Linked DNA regions of Hordeum vulgare: region 2 is linked to region 1. The links are chromatin contacts, called in public Hi-C maps. All regions are on one chromosome and are shown on one strand. The core of a region is the stretch at or near the end of the contact, and the rest is flanking DNA. Distances in the headings are between cores, read along the strand shown.

Region 1 (2,700 bases), core at 106-2,605:
AGTATTGAAGCCTTAGTTAGCGAGGATGAGAAAGAAGATAAGTGGCAAAACATATGAGGTGTCATGCGTTGAAATAAATCAGGTGGACCTATCGAAGTCTTGAGCCATATTGAGTTAGAGAATTTACAATCGTGGTGGGCTAATTGGGCCCCTCAAATGCTGCAGACGCGTGCGTGGACGCTGATCGGTCAAATCTCAAATTTCCTTTCTCACAATCGGATACCTCAATTGGCATATCTCGAATCCACACAAACTCATGCAACTATGTAAATTATGCATACACATCGTCCCACTACTACATCATAATGGGAATATTAAAATTTGGCATGTTTGCTTATGATGGAGAATATCATCCATGGCTGCCTTTGCCCTTCCCAACACCATTTGCATCCTTTTCGCGGAAATACCGGTTGAAGACGCACTAGGAATCGAGCCGGATCTACTCATCGCCGGAGCTGTCGGACCCATCGTTGGCCTCCTTCTTCTCCTTGGGTGGCAGTCCGACCATGTCACGGACCACCCGATTCTACTCTCGGGGCGAGGGCGCTCGTGTGCCTCTGTTGCCGCTTCTTTACAATGCGGGCGCAGATGGCTTCCTCCTCTGCTGCCGCCCGCACCGCCGCATCGGCCGCCTCCGTCGCGACCATGTCAACAGCGAGGCGGGCCTCGGCCACCCTCATCGTCTCCTTCTCACGACGGGCACATCGGCCCCGGTGATGAGGAAGGGGAGATTTGAAGGCTCCCGGGACCGCGATGATCTAGGCCCGAAGGATTCGAGCGCTCGATGTGTCGATACTATGAGTTGCGCGGGATAGATCCTGTCGTTGGTCGGGTGCTACCCTCCCGGGAGCGGCGGAGTGCAACCCGGACCGTCATTGCTTCATCCAACCCGCACGGGACCGTGCCGATGGATCCGGGCTGGTCAAAGTCAGATCCGCTGCCCGCCATTCTGGAGAAGGCCGAAGATTGCGGGACAGGAGCTTGGATGTTGGAGGGGAGTGGAGGGAGTGGAGTGAAGTGAAGTGGCTAGGGTTTGGTACGGAAAAGGGATGATGACGAATATATGTGGGATCAATGGGATAGCACGGGCCGGGTCCGACGTGGCGAACGCGTTCACACGCTCCATATTCACCCCGTTTTTAGGCTGAATATGAAAGGCGTTGGTTAGACGACCATTTAAAATCCGTTTGGGACATCTGAAAGTATTTTTATAATCGATTAATGACTGGACAGTTCCATCGTGTGGCTTGATGCGGGTTTGGGACCTCCCACTGTAGATGCTTTTAGAGAGTCTGTATTTTTTTTCCTGTCGTGTTGTAATGCTTCTCGAAAAAGTAAACGAGGACGAAGCGTCCGCCAGTTTCCGGTCAGGAGCGTGCTTCGAGAGGAAACCACCAGCACGGACCAGATCTAAAGACCAGATCAATCGCACGCGCACGGAAAAAATAGAGCGAACGACACGGTCGAGCTCAACAACGGCAACAGAAGAGAGGGGAGACCATGCAGGCCGACGGCGAGGTGCTGTTCCTGGGCGGCGTCGGAGAGGTCACCGTCACCCTCGGCCACGACGGCCTCTCCTTCCTCCCTCTCCACCCGGTACGCCTCTGACTCTCACTCAGGCTGGCCTCCCGCCCGCCTCTGACTCTGACTCTGACTGAGGCTGGCCTCCCGCCCGCCTCTGCTCGCCGATGCTATTATCAGATTAAATTCGTTTTCTAGCACTCACTGTACTTTGAAAGAACTTTGCGTTTTCTTGGTCGAATTGTACGGCGGACTGTAGATTTGCAGCTTCCGGGGTTGAATCCAAGAGTTGGGTGGCGGATAGGTACACGGATAATGGCGTAAGTAGTTGCGGATTTATAAAGAAGCGTGGATTAGGTGCATAGACTAGTCATTACAAACGTGGTTACAAGCTGTGGGAGTATAGGATCACGGCCTCGGACAATATTGAAGTTCGAGCATTTGTGGTGATGGAGGAGGATGGTCGCCACTAGCCACTGGCCAGCTGAACCCCTTGCAAATGGGGGAAATGTACTCTACTTCCTGAGTTCCAAAATAAGTGTCATGGTTTTAGTTCAAACTTACTCCCTCCGTCCGGAATTACTTGTCATCAAAATGGAAAGAAATGAATATATCTAGAACTAAAATATATCTAGATACATCCATTCCTATGACAAGTAATTCCGGATGAAGGGAGTATTCTGGAACCGTGGGAGTATTATTTGAAGTACCCAAACCAGAAACTAAGAATCCTCCTGTGCGTCTGTGAATCTAACTTTTTGCGAATCAGAACCTCAACCTTAGTTCTCCTCTTCAAGAAAGTGATCCAGCTGGCGTGCAAAGCCAAATCTATTTGAATATGACATTTTAGTATTTTGCATGCATCTAGTTCTGTCAACAAGGATAAGTGTTCCAATTTTTCTTGTGGCTCGAGGATTACGTTCTTGAGTTTTAAATGATAAGTACATGCAGGAGGATATTGTCTTGCGTCTTTGTGGTCTGACTGTGGCTCCAGTTCGCTCATCATGCTACATTTTGCAGGAATTGGGTTCTTCATGTTGGTCATCTATCGGACTACTACCAAAATTGGAGAACAAAATCAAGTTTTTGGATGTTTATGCTGTGGAGCTTCTTGATGAAGGTCCTGTATGTGGACCTTGGAATACAAGAATTGTCGTCCAAGGCAAGAAAAATACTGAG
Region 2 (2,700 bases), core at 77-2,576, 430 kb after region 1:
CTTACTTTCAATGTAGTCATAAAAGTATTCACTGCTGACGATTCTTTGACACCACGGCAGAGGATCACGGTTAGGATGACAAGAAGGATTGGAGCCAATATGTTAACTGAAACAACACCACCAAAAAACTCTTCTCCATGCCCAATCCAACTTGGAACATTGCCTTTCACGGACGGAATCAGCTCCAAGAATTGGATAAAATAGCTCGCTAAGCTACGAGCAATGCTTGCTGCCCCAATATGGTAATCAAGCATCAACTGAGTGAAAACCAAGAAGGCCGTGAGTTCATTAAACGCTGCATATGTGTACAAGTATGCTCCACCGACCACAGCAGGAAAACGAGATGCCAGTTCAGCATAGCACAATGCATTGAGCACACACGCAGCTCCAGCGAGAGCAAAACTGATTGTAACACCTGTTTGAAGCAAACGTGTTATTTGAGCAGAAATAAACAAGGAAACAAACTTTAGAGAAGCAGCTGAAATATCAAAGTAAATAATGATAACAACCAAACGATACTGAGCAACAGCAACCTACTCGATGATAGAAAAACTAGGTATTCAGATTTATTATTGGAGAACATGGATCAGAATGTTTGAGCTCACAAAGCTCGTGAATTAAAGGGCTAATAAATTTGATGCCAATATTTGGCATGCCAATGGTTGGCAAGTCAAAAGAATTGGTTACCAATTGGTTGTTGGCAATTTCTAAAAAAGTTGTCAATTTTAGCAAGTTTTGGTTTTGCCAAACGTTGGCATCAAACCAATGTAGCCTCTATCTTACTAAGATCGTTGATGCTACTGTAAGCCAAACTAACAAGCAGCTGCCACTGTTGCAAAACTGCAGTCCGTTGACCTAGTAGTAGTGTGCAGTGTCTACTATTGATTCCAATGAGGAACAGATCAACAGAGGTGCAAGGGGCTAATAACCTGGGCCGGCGTCGCGGGCGACGGTCCCGGTGATGACGAAGATGCCGGCGCCGATGGACGCGCCGATCCCGAGGAGCACGAGCTCGAGGACGCCGAGCTGCCGCACGAGGCCCTCGCCGGAGGCGGCGGCAGAAGCGCGCGCGGAGATGGGCTTGCGGCGGAGCGCGGCGGCGCAGAGGCCGGAGAGGAAGGGGCGGCCGGACGAGGAGGAGGAAGAGGGCCTGTGGTGTGCGTCTTCTCCCTCCATGGCGTCTGCGGTGGTGGCGTGGAGCGACTGGCGTCGAGTACTGGGCCTTCGAGCAGTCGTCCGCGCCCAGACCGGGAGGAGTGACGTCGGCCCTTGCGTCATGGATAGGCGTGGCCCCGACTGCGCGGGGATTGGTCGGGAACTCGGGATCGAGTGAAGAAGAGAAGTACTCCCTCTGCCAATATATAATATATTAAACAAAATTATATTATTAGAAAATAGAACATCTAAAGTTTTGTAATGATATTTTTTTTATTACATATATTTTCATTAAGTTGATTAAATTGATAACCTAAATACATGTGTCAGACAGTAGCGTAGCCAGACCAGTGTGTCAGGGTGGTCCAATAATATAAATATTTATATACATTTATTTATTTTCAAAGAAATATATTTTTAACTACACTATATAGATGCTTTAGGGAAATTCCAGGGGGTCCATGGACCACCCTGTCCACCCCCTAGCTACGCCACTCGTGTCAAATTTATAAACTAAGACACATGGAGTACCCCAATCCGTAGAATTGATTTTAACCCGCCCAGCTGGTGCGTCTTGGATCTTATGCCCCTTTGTTGGCTTGGCGTCCTGTAAAATTTGAGCCTCGAGATCTGTGCTGGGGTTAAAATCTGGTGTTGGTGTGATCAGTCAATAAGAATGTATGTATTTTTATTGATGTCTTGTAAATTATGTTCTATTTTTTATAAAAATAACGTACTCTTAAAATAATAAAGAACTATCTCAATTAGGCTTCGTATTTCTTGTTTTTTGGGCTAATTGTTACAGCATAGCAACAAAAGGATATATGTCGTGTGTACTTGTTTGGAAAAACGTTAGGACAATTCCAACACGCGTCGACCAATTTGTTCGTGCATGTCCGTTTGGGTTAAAATGGACACAAAAGTCGGTTCAACGCGTCATTTGAAATGGACACACGTTCGCTTTTTGTCCATCTGCCAACCTATTGTCGGTTCAAATTTGAGCCTCATTTGCGTCGGCGTGGATACGAGGCGGACGCGCGCGACGCTCGCCTACTCCTCTCCCTAGCCCACTAGTCAGTGGCACATAGGTCATCTCTTTCTCCCCCGTCGACAGCGAGCCCCCGCCATGCCCCCTCGTCGCCGTCGCCTAGTTTTGGTGCCCTCGCCAGCAGTCCACGCCCACATACCTTCCCTGCAGCATGCCACCTTCCCATGTCGCCGCCGCCACCACCTCCTTGTCGGGCCACCGGACCTTCTTTCCTGACGTCGTCACGAGCATCACCTCGCATCGCGCCCTCAGCCAGCTCCTTCGAAAACTCTGCGACGCTCGTCGGACGGCGCTAGGACAGCTACGTGGTCCAGGGGAGGCGAGTGTCTCTTCGCCGGCCAGTTTCTTCGACGACGCCCGCAAGTTGTTCGATGGTTTGCCCCAAAGGTACAAATGGACTCCGTCGACGAGTTCTTTTTCCACAATTTTCTATGCGGCTCTGATGATTCCTCATCCGACGATGAGGAGATGGTGGTTGTTGTGTTGGCCATTCATGA

The links. Hi-C and Micro-C count contacts between places; a contact is called where the count stands out from the background.
Region 2: a Hi-C map of leaf shows a contact between it and region 1, with 5 times the contacts expected there. The contact joins the promoter of LOC123402408 here to the promoter of LOC123402906 in region 1. A contact is called at or near these places in 2 of 6 Hi-C or Micro-C datasets (leaf and seedling) and 1 of 1 datasets of contacts at active chromatin or transcription factors (embryo).

What each region holds. Positions count from the first base shown.
Region 1 is chr6H:410,673,169-410,675,868 of MorexV3_pseudomolecules_assembly, forward strand. It overlaps LOC123402906 (ceramide kinase), which reads left to right and starts at 1,356. Exons shown (of 13, transcript XM_045096872.1): 1 at 1,356-1,596; 2 at 2,542-2,700. The coding sequence starts at 1,501.
Region 2 is chr6H:411,108,057-411,110,756 of MorexV3_pseudomolecules_assembly, forward strand. LOC123402408 (cationic amino acid transporter 9, chloroplastic) reads right to left here and starts at 1,327. Exons shown (of 8, transcript XM_045096332.1): 1 at 930-1,327; 2 at 6-415. The coding sequence starts at 1,278.